Linked DNA regions of Bombyx mori: region 1 is linked to region 2. A link is a contact called in public Hi-C data. All regions are on one chromosome and are shown on one strand. Each heading gives the region's core, a stretch centred on a gene start, on an enhancer-like site or on the middle of the called end of the contact. The rest is flanking DNA. Distances are from core to core; before and after follow the strand shown.

What was found. Hi-C and Micro-C count contacts between places; a contact is called where the count stands out from the background.
Region 1: a Hi-C map of midgut shows a contact between it and region 2, with 3 times the contacts expected there. The contact joins the enhancer-like site here to the promoter of LOC101736474 in region 2. A contact is called at or near these places in 2 of 7 Hi-C or Micro-C datasets (midgut and whole pupa).

Annotation. Positions count from the first base shown.
Region 1 is chr8:14,202,160-14,205,136 of ASM3026992v2, forward strand. The region is part of intron 7 of LOC101736611 (GATOR1 complex protein NPRL2); the gene reads left to right. Among protein-coding and RNA genes, the nearest start is that of LOC101742722, 33 kb to the right of the region's middle. Within about 2 kb of position 1,577, at least 3 of the 8 cell types and tissues checked have open chromatin away from gene starts, as enhancers often do.
Region 2 is chr8:14,135,019-14,138,279 of ASM3026992v2, forward strand. LOC101736474 (phosphopantothenoylcysteine decarboxylase) reads right to left here and starts at 1,395. Exons shown (of 4, transcript XR_009973734.1): 1 at 1,024-1,395; 2 at 578-781; 3 at 1-110. It overlaps LOC101736611 (GATOR1 complex protein NPRL2), which reads left to right and starts at 2,693. Exons shown (of 8, transcript XM_004923594.4): 1 at 2,693-3,133. The coding sequence starts at 2,934.

The DNA.
Region 1 (2,977 bases), core at 327-2,826, 67 kb after region 2:
TTTTACGTATTGAGGGTAGAGTCTTCGCATATACAGCCCCATCGGAAGTTTGGAAGTTATTTGGAAATTACTAGGTACCAAATGAATTTTTGTATTATCGCTCATCCTTAATAGCAGTTTAACGTATGAAATGATTAGGTACTTGCAATCCAGAAGTCTCGCTTCAGTTCCCGTAACACAGTGGAAAGTATCTTCTGACAATTTATTACGTACAATTTATTAGTAATTAGTCTCTTTAACTTTGTTTAGGGATGAAAAATGTTATTATGCAATATTGATAAGGCGCTTGTTAATTTGAATTATCGTTAGGAAAGTTTGTTAAAAACAAATCAATCAACGAAAAAGAAAAAAGGCGAATTTTTTAAATATCAACAATTTTAGTAAATATTGCCAGTGTTGCCACTAAAAAAATTAAAGTTGCTCGTTTTCCAAGTTACCAATCTGTAGAATACAATTTACGCAGATTGGCTTTAGCGCGTTTGTGAAGATTTATACATTTATTTTACTTGGGATTTAATCATGGAATTCTATTGACCGGGTGATTTATACAAAATTAAGTTTTAGAGCGTTATTATTTGTTAAAAGAAGGTTTGGTGCCGTAATATTTACACGAAAAGCATCGCTGTGACATTTAGAAATTGTTTGGTAAATAAACAGTTATATTTTTGTTTGTTGTTAAAAAATAAATGACCCCAGATTTTATATAGATCATTTACGCAGATCTAAAAGTTTTAAAGTTTTAGATATATGTTTAACGTAATGTAATATATAAAAATAGATCGTAAAAAAATTATATACATATATGTATGTATTTTTTAAATATATTATTAATTAATTATCTTATTCTATTCTCGATATTTATTTCGACACGTAGTCGAAGGCTCAAAGGCACAAATCGATTTCATTCTAAACAGAAATTAATGCGATATTTATAATATACAGGCTGACTGGTTGAACACTTTACATATTTATATAGATTGCTCAGTAATTGATTCTCGTTCTAATTAAGCAAAAAATTGTAATAATAATAAGGCCACTAAATTTCCAAAAAAAAAGAAAAACACCTTATCAATAAAAATTACAAATATAAACTTATGTTATTGGAACTCCACTTCGGGTATAGGCCTCCTCCAGCTTACTCCACTCTTTCCTATTCTTGGCTTTGTTTCTCCATTCTTCTCCAATTGTTGCTATTATTTCGTCGATCCATCTGCTCCTTGGCCGGCGTCTTCTTCTTTGGCCCACTGGTCCTTCCCATGTTGTGATTTCTAATGTCCATCTTTTGTCCTTCTTCTCTGTCCGCATATCTCGCAATATGTCCTGCCCAACGCCACTTTTGTGTTAGAGCGTACCTGAAAGCATGTATCAACTTTGTTTTTTTCCTAACCTTCGCTTCTTATCTTTTGTATTTTTCCTATTTTCAAATTTAACAAAAAAAAATATTTGCCTAATTTATCTTTAATTATCTATCAAAAAAAAAAAGCGTGGTCACTCGCGCCGTGCGCACTTGTAGTAACAGAATTTGTTTGTTTACACCGGTCGACGATCGCAGCATCGTTTGAACGCGGCGCGCTGATTGGATGCAACCTGCTCTCACTCACCCAGCGGCGCCTTAGCACTGCGGTGTCCACAAATGTCGAGCTTAAGCAGATTAATTTAATCAAGTTTTCCCGGTATTTCCTTTGTTTTTTTTTTATTTTAAGCGTTTCATCTGACCATGAATTATCATGTCCTTGATTATGTAACGTGTTCAACCAGTCATTCTGTATATGTATAATATTAAACTTTTCGTTTTCTTATAGCTTGTTAGGTCTTTAGGAAAAGCATCGCTCAGTGAATTATAGGTTATGTGCTTTATATGTTATATAGTTTTGATCGTTTACAGAACTATAAACAGGTATAATTTTTTTAAAAATGAAATTTGCAATGCGCGAAAGATTCCGAACTTTAGGCGCGACCTTTGTACAAACATATACAATTATACAAACTTTATACAAACGTCCCCGATACTCTCGGCAGTTCGGACACGCAGGCTGGTAACCCCGTGGTTATAACACACTATATAGAAACGTTCCTACAGAATGCCGTGTTGTGCGGAACCGTGTTATAAAGACTAGATGCCAGTACAAAAACGGAGTGTATTTTTTTCTAAATTAAACATTTCAACTATGCATGTATGTATGTTTCTACCTTTACACAAAAAATAAGCAGCAAATTTTCAGTTGTTCTCAAATATTGTGTGTTCATAGGGCATAATGTAATATTCTGAGTAATTTTATTAAAAAATCTCGTTATCGTGTTGTAGAAATACCGTGTTATAAGAGGGATTTTCTCTTTTCGTGTTAGAGTGGGACCGTGTTATAGCAGTGTTACCTGTATACGTGATTCATGTCAAAGATCATTCATGACGGATTTGCGATAGTGATAAAGTTGAACGAGGTTGCCATCTTCGCCGAATGCTGTCATTTGGGGAAGTAAATTTGTCGTCAGTAGGCTAATATGCCTTAGGCGAATTATGCCGCTCCTAGCGATCTCTACAATTCGTTGCCCTTATACACAAAATCTTTGCAAGCATTGAAACAAACCACTTGTTGAATTGGTTTTGTGAACATATGTCATTAAAAAGACCATTCAGACTACGAATTCGAAGTGGGTGATGGCATTCCCATTGGACCTATGAGACCTGGGAACCATCTAACGTGACGTAAAAAATAAGCTCTACAAAATATATTTTGGCAAGCATAGCTAATATAAACTGTTAAATAATTAATTGACGATTGAAAGTCTTTTGCAATGATAATATATTAAATAAGTATAATTATTAAAATTAATCATAATATCTATAGTTTACAACTAAAGTTCAAATACTGCTCAATTTTATATTAGTCTACATAGGTATTTTAGTCAACCAACAATGTGGTGCTAGAATTTTGTGACCATACTACCTAACTTTAATATTTCAAATATAAAATGTTTA
Region 2 (3,261 bases), core at 145-2,644:
GCTGTGATTGGATGGTCCCACATTCTAGTATTCATAGCTGGACAAAATAGCAGAGGTTTGGAGAAGTTCCATGCTCTTACTGTACATGTGACTAAATTATCACACATGCCCTGAAACATATTATTATGTAGAGTTTTATTAACTGTTCTGGCAATACTCGATAATAAATCATCTAAAGGAAATATCAAACAACTGAGTTTTTGACCTCAGGTCCCAGAGTGGGTGGTGACGTTCACACTATGAGGTCTACGGGTTAACATAACCACTCAATTCTAGGTGGCTGTACCATGATATCCAGCGATAGAGAAATAGCCAAAACCATTACTTTTTTACATGCTTTATTGCACTATCTTGGTATATGCCAGAAATATTCATTGGAGGATTTGAGAAATGAAATGGTAACTATACTAAAATACTTGAATGATTTCAGCCTTCAGATGAAATTTTTTGTTCAACACTATTTTTTTTTATACATTAGTACCTACATTATTTGTGATTTTCAAAACTTATTGTATTGTTTGAAAAGTATGCTTTTAATTATCATAAAATTAAAGTCATGAAAACACTATGTACACACCAATGCCACTTTTGCTAATGTATTAGCATCCATTGGTGCTATAACCATTATGTCAGCCCATTTTCCAAGTTCTATATGTAATACTGGATCTCCTCTTCCTTTCCATGTTACCCATTCTGAAGAGTCATCATATCTTAGTACATCCAAGGGCATTTCAGTCCACTCAAAGAAGTGCTTTGCATGTTCTGTTACTATTAGTCGTACCTGTAATTATTACTTAATACTTTTGTAAGAACCAAACTGTTGAGAGAAGTCTGGTGGGGTGAGGGTCATATGACAAGGTGGGTACCATAACTCTACCCATTTCTGCTATGAACACTGTGAAGGATAGTGCTTTCTAGCCTAAAGATTGGGCTAGCCGCAGTGTGATGCCGGTGATCAAACCTCACAGACAGGTACCAATGTTTCTAAAGTTAATTTTGTTTTTTGTTTTACCTTCACTTTACCTTAAAATTATATCGAGTCTCGCTTCGTAACTCCAACACGGATTTTATTAAATTCGGTATCTTTATAGCTGCAACACTTCCAGTAACACCTACTAAAACATTAAATGTAGTATTTTCATCCATTTTAACACTGTAATAAATATTGTCGGTTGCCGAAACTCCGATACTCTTTTTTATAACAATTTGAATAAAACAAAACCAGGAATTAAATTAGGAGCATAAAATTTCATGCTTGCTTGTACAAACTGTCATAGATTAAACACTTAATAGGTAGGTATTTCAGAAACTTAATAATTGCACTTAATATTTGCAATAAAACTGTATTTTTATTATATCAGATTTTAGTGTTTACATTGGTAAAAAGTGTTCTCTAATAATTCTACCATTTACTACACTATGTAAAAAACCCTACCAATTTAAAGATTAAATGTACATTAATTAATAATATTATGTTCTTGTGAATTAAGTTTTTAAATTGAGTCGGCGTGGCCTAAAGAAAAAGGCGCCCGGTGCATTCGTATGTAGCGATGCATCGGTGTTCGAATCCCGCTGACAAGTACCAATTTTTCTAATGAAATACGTACCTACTTAACAAATGTTCACTATTGACTTCCGCGGTGAAGGAATAAAATCGTATAGTAAAAATCAAACCCGCAAAATTTTAATTTGCGTAATTACTGGTGGTAGGACGTGTTGTGAGTTTACATCTACTTTGCAGATGTCTATGGGCTCCGGTGACCACTTAACACCAGGTGGGCCGTGAGCTCGTACACCCACCTAAGTAATAAAAAAAATATGTAAAGCTCATATAGGAGAAATAATAGTCGTATTTTTTTTGCGAATTGTGAACAATCTCATGATCGTTTTGAGGTTAAGTGAAATTTTATAAGTGACAGATTGTATACCATTACTTCATCGACTGTCTTTCCACTCACGTCGTGAAATAAGAGAAAACCTTTACTGAATATAAGGTTTTAATAAGCTAAAATTAACAGTAAAATTTGCTTTGATTACATTAGATACATTGACAAATAACGAATAAAACAGATTGACAATGACGTCAACTTATGGCTGATAATTTCAACTAAGAAGTTTACATGACGTTGTTTCTTCACTGCTGAGGGTCCTGACCATCATGTTAGGACAGGATTTTATTTTATGTTATGTGTTTCCAGCGTTTCCGATTATTGGTCTCGTGAAGGGCTTCGTGGATTTCTAGTGGTGCGGATTTGATCGAACGAACCACCTTGTCGCAGTCTCTTTCCCTCGATCTTCCCTGTCGCAAAAAGTCTAAGTCTAAGTCTTTAAGCTATCAGGTGTTTTCCGAGCAATATGATCGAAGTACTCGAGTGCACGGCGATGGCAAGTATATACACTCTTGTCTTGATCTTGAGTTATTCTATTGGTTCTTTTCGTTGTCCAAGATATTCGGAGCATTCTCCTCCAGCACATTTCAAAAGCTTCTGCGCATTTGCGATCAGTTGCTTTAAGGGTCCAGGTATCCGCTCCGTATAAAAAAATGAAAATTGATCGAACGTAAAACCTGAGAAAAAAAAAATTCCGTAATACTATCGCAAGCTTTTTTTGAAGATTTTGGTAGCATATTTTTTTTAGGCAACATATAATTTGACATTTATAACGTCAATGAAGTAATCTGAAATAACCCCAACCAATTCATAGATTATGTAGGTAATAGGTATACATACATATATAAAGTAAAATCCAACCAATAAGAAAATAGTCTGATTCGATTCGCGGTGAGGAGTAGATTGTGTTTACTCTTCTTTATTTACTCTTTATTTACGTTTCTAAAATCGTGTTAATGTGTCAAATTAATTAGTGAATCTTTTCGTTAGAACCTGGCTTGTAAGAAATTAGGTATGTCTTAATCAAGTGTTAGTGTGTGCAAAATGGATGGGAATATGAAATATTACGAAGGATGTGGCCAAGAAGGGCCCATTCGTTGTATATTCCTGTGTGAATTTCACCCCACCGCTGGACCCAAAATAACTTGCCAAGTGCCAGAAAATTACATTTCGAAAGATATTTTCGATACTGTCAGCCACTACATCATACCGAAGGTTCAACTTCAGCGATGCACCCTAACAGTGTAAGTTTTAAATATAAAAAACCCGCGAAAAACAAACGCCTTTCAAATGGCTTTAAACTTGTGTATTTCTGTAAATAGAAATAATTGCATTAATAAATGATTAACTAATATAAAATAATATTATGTAT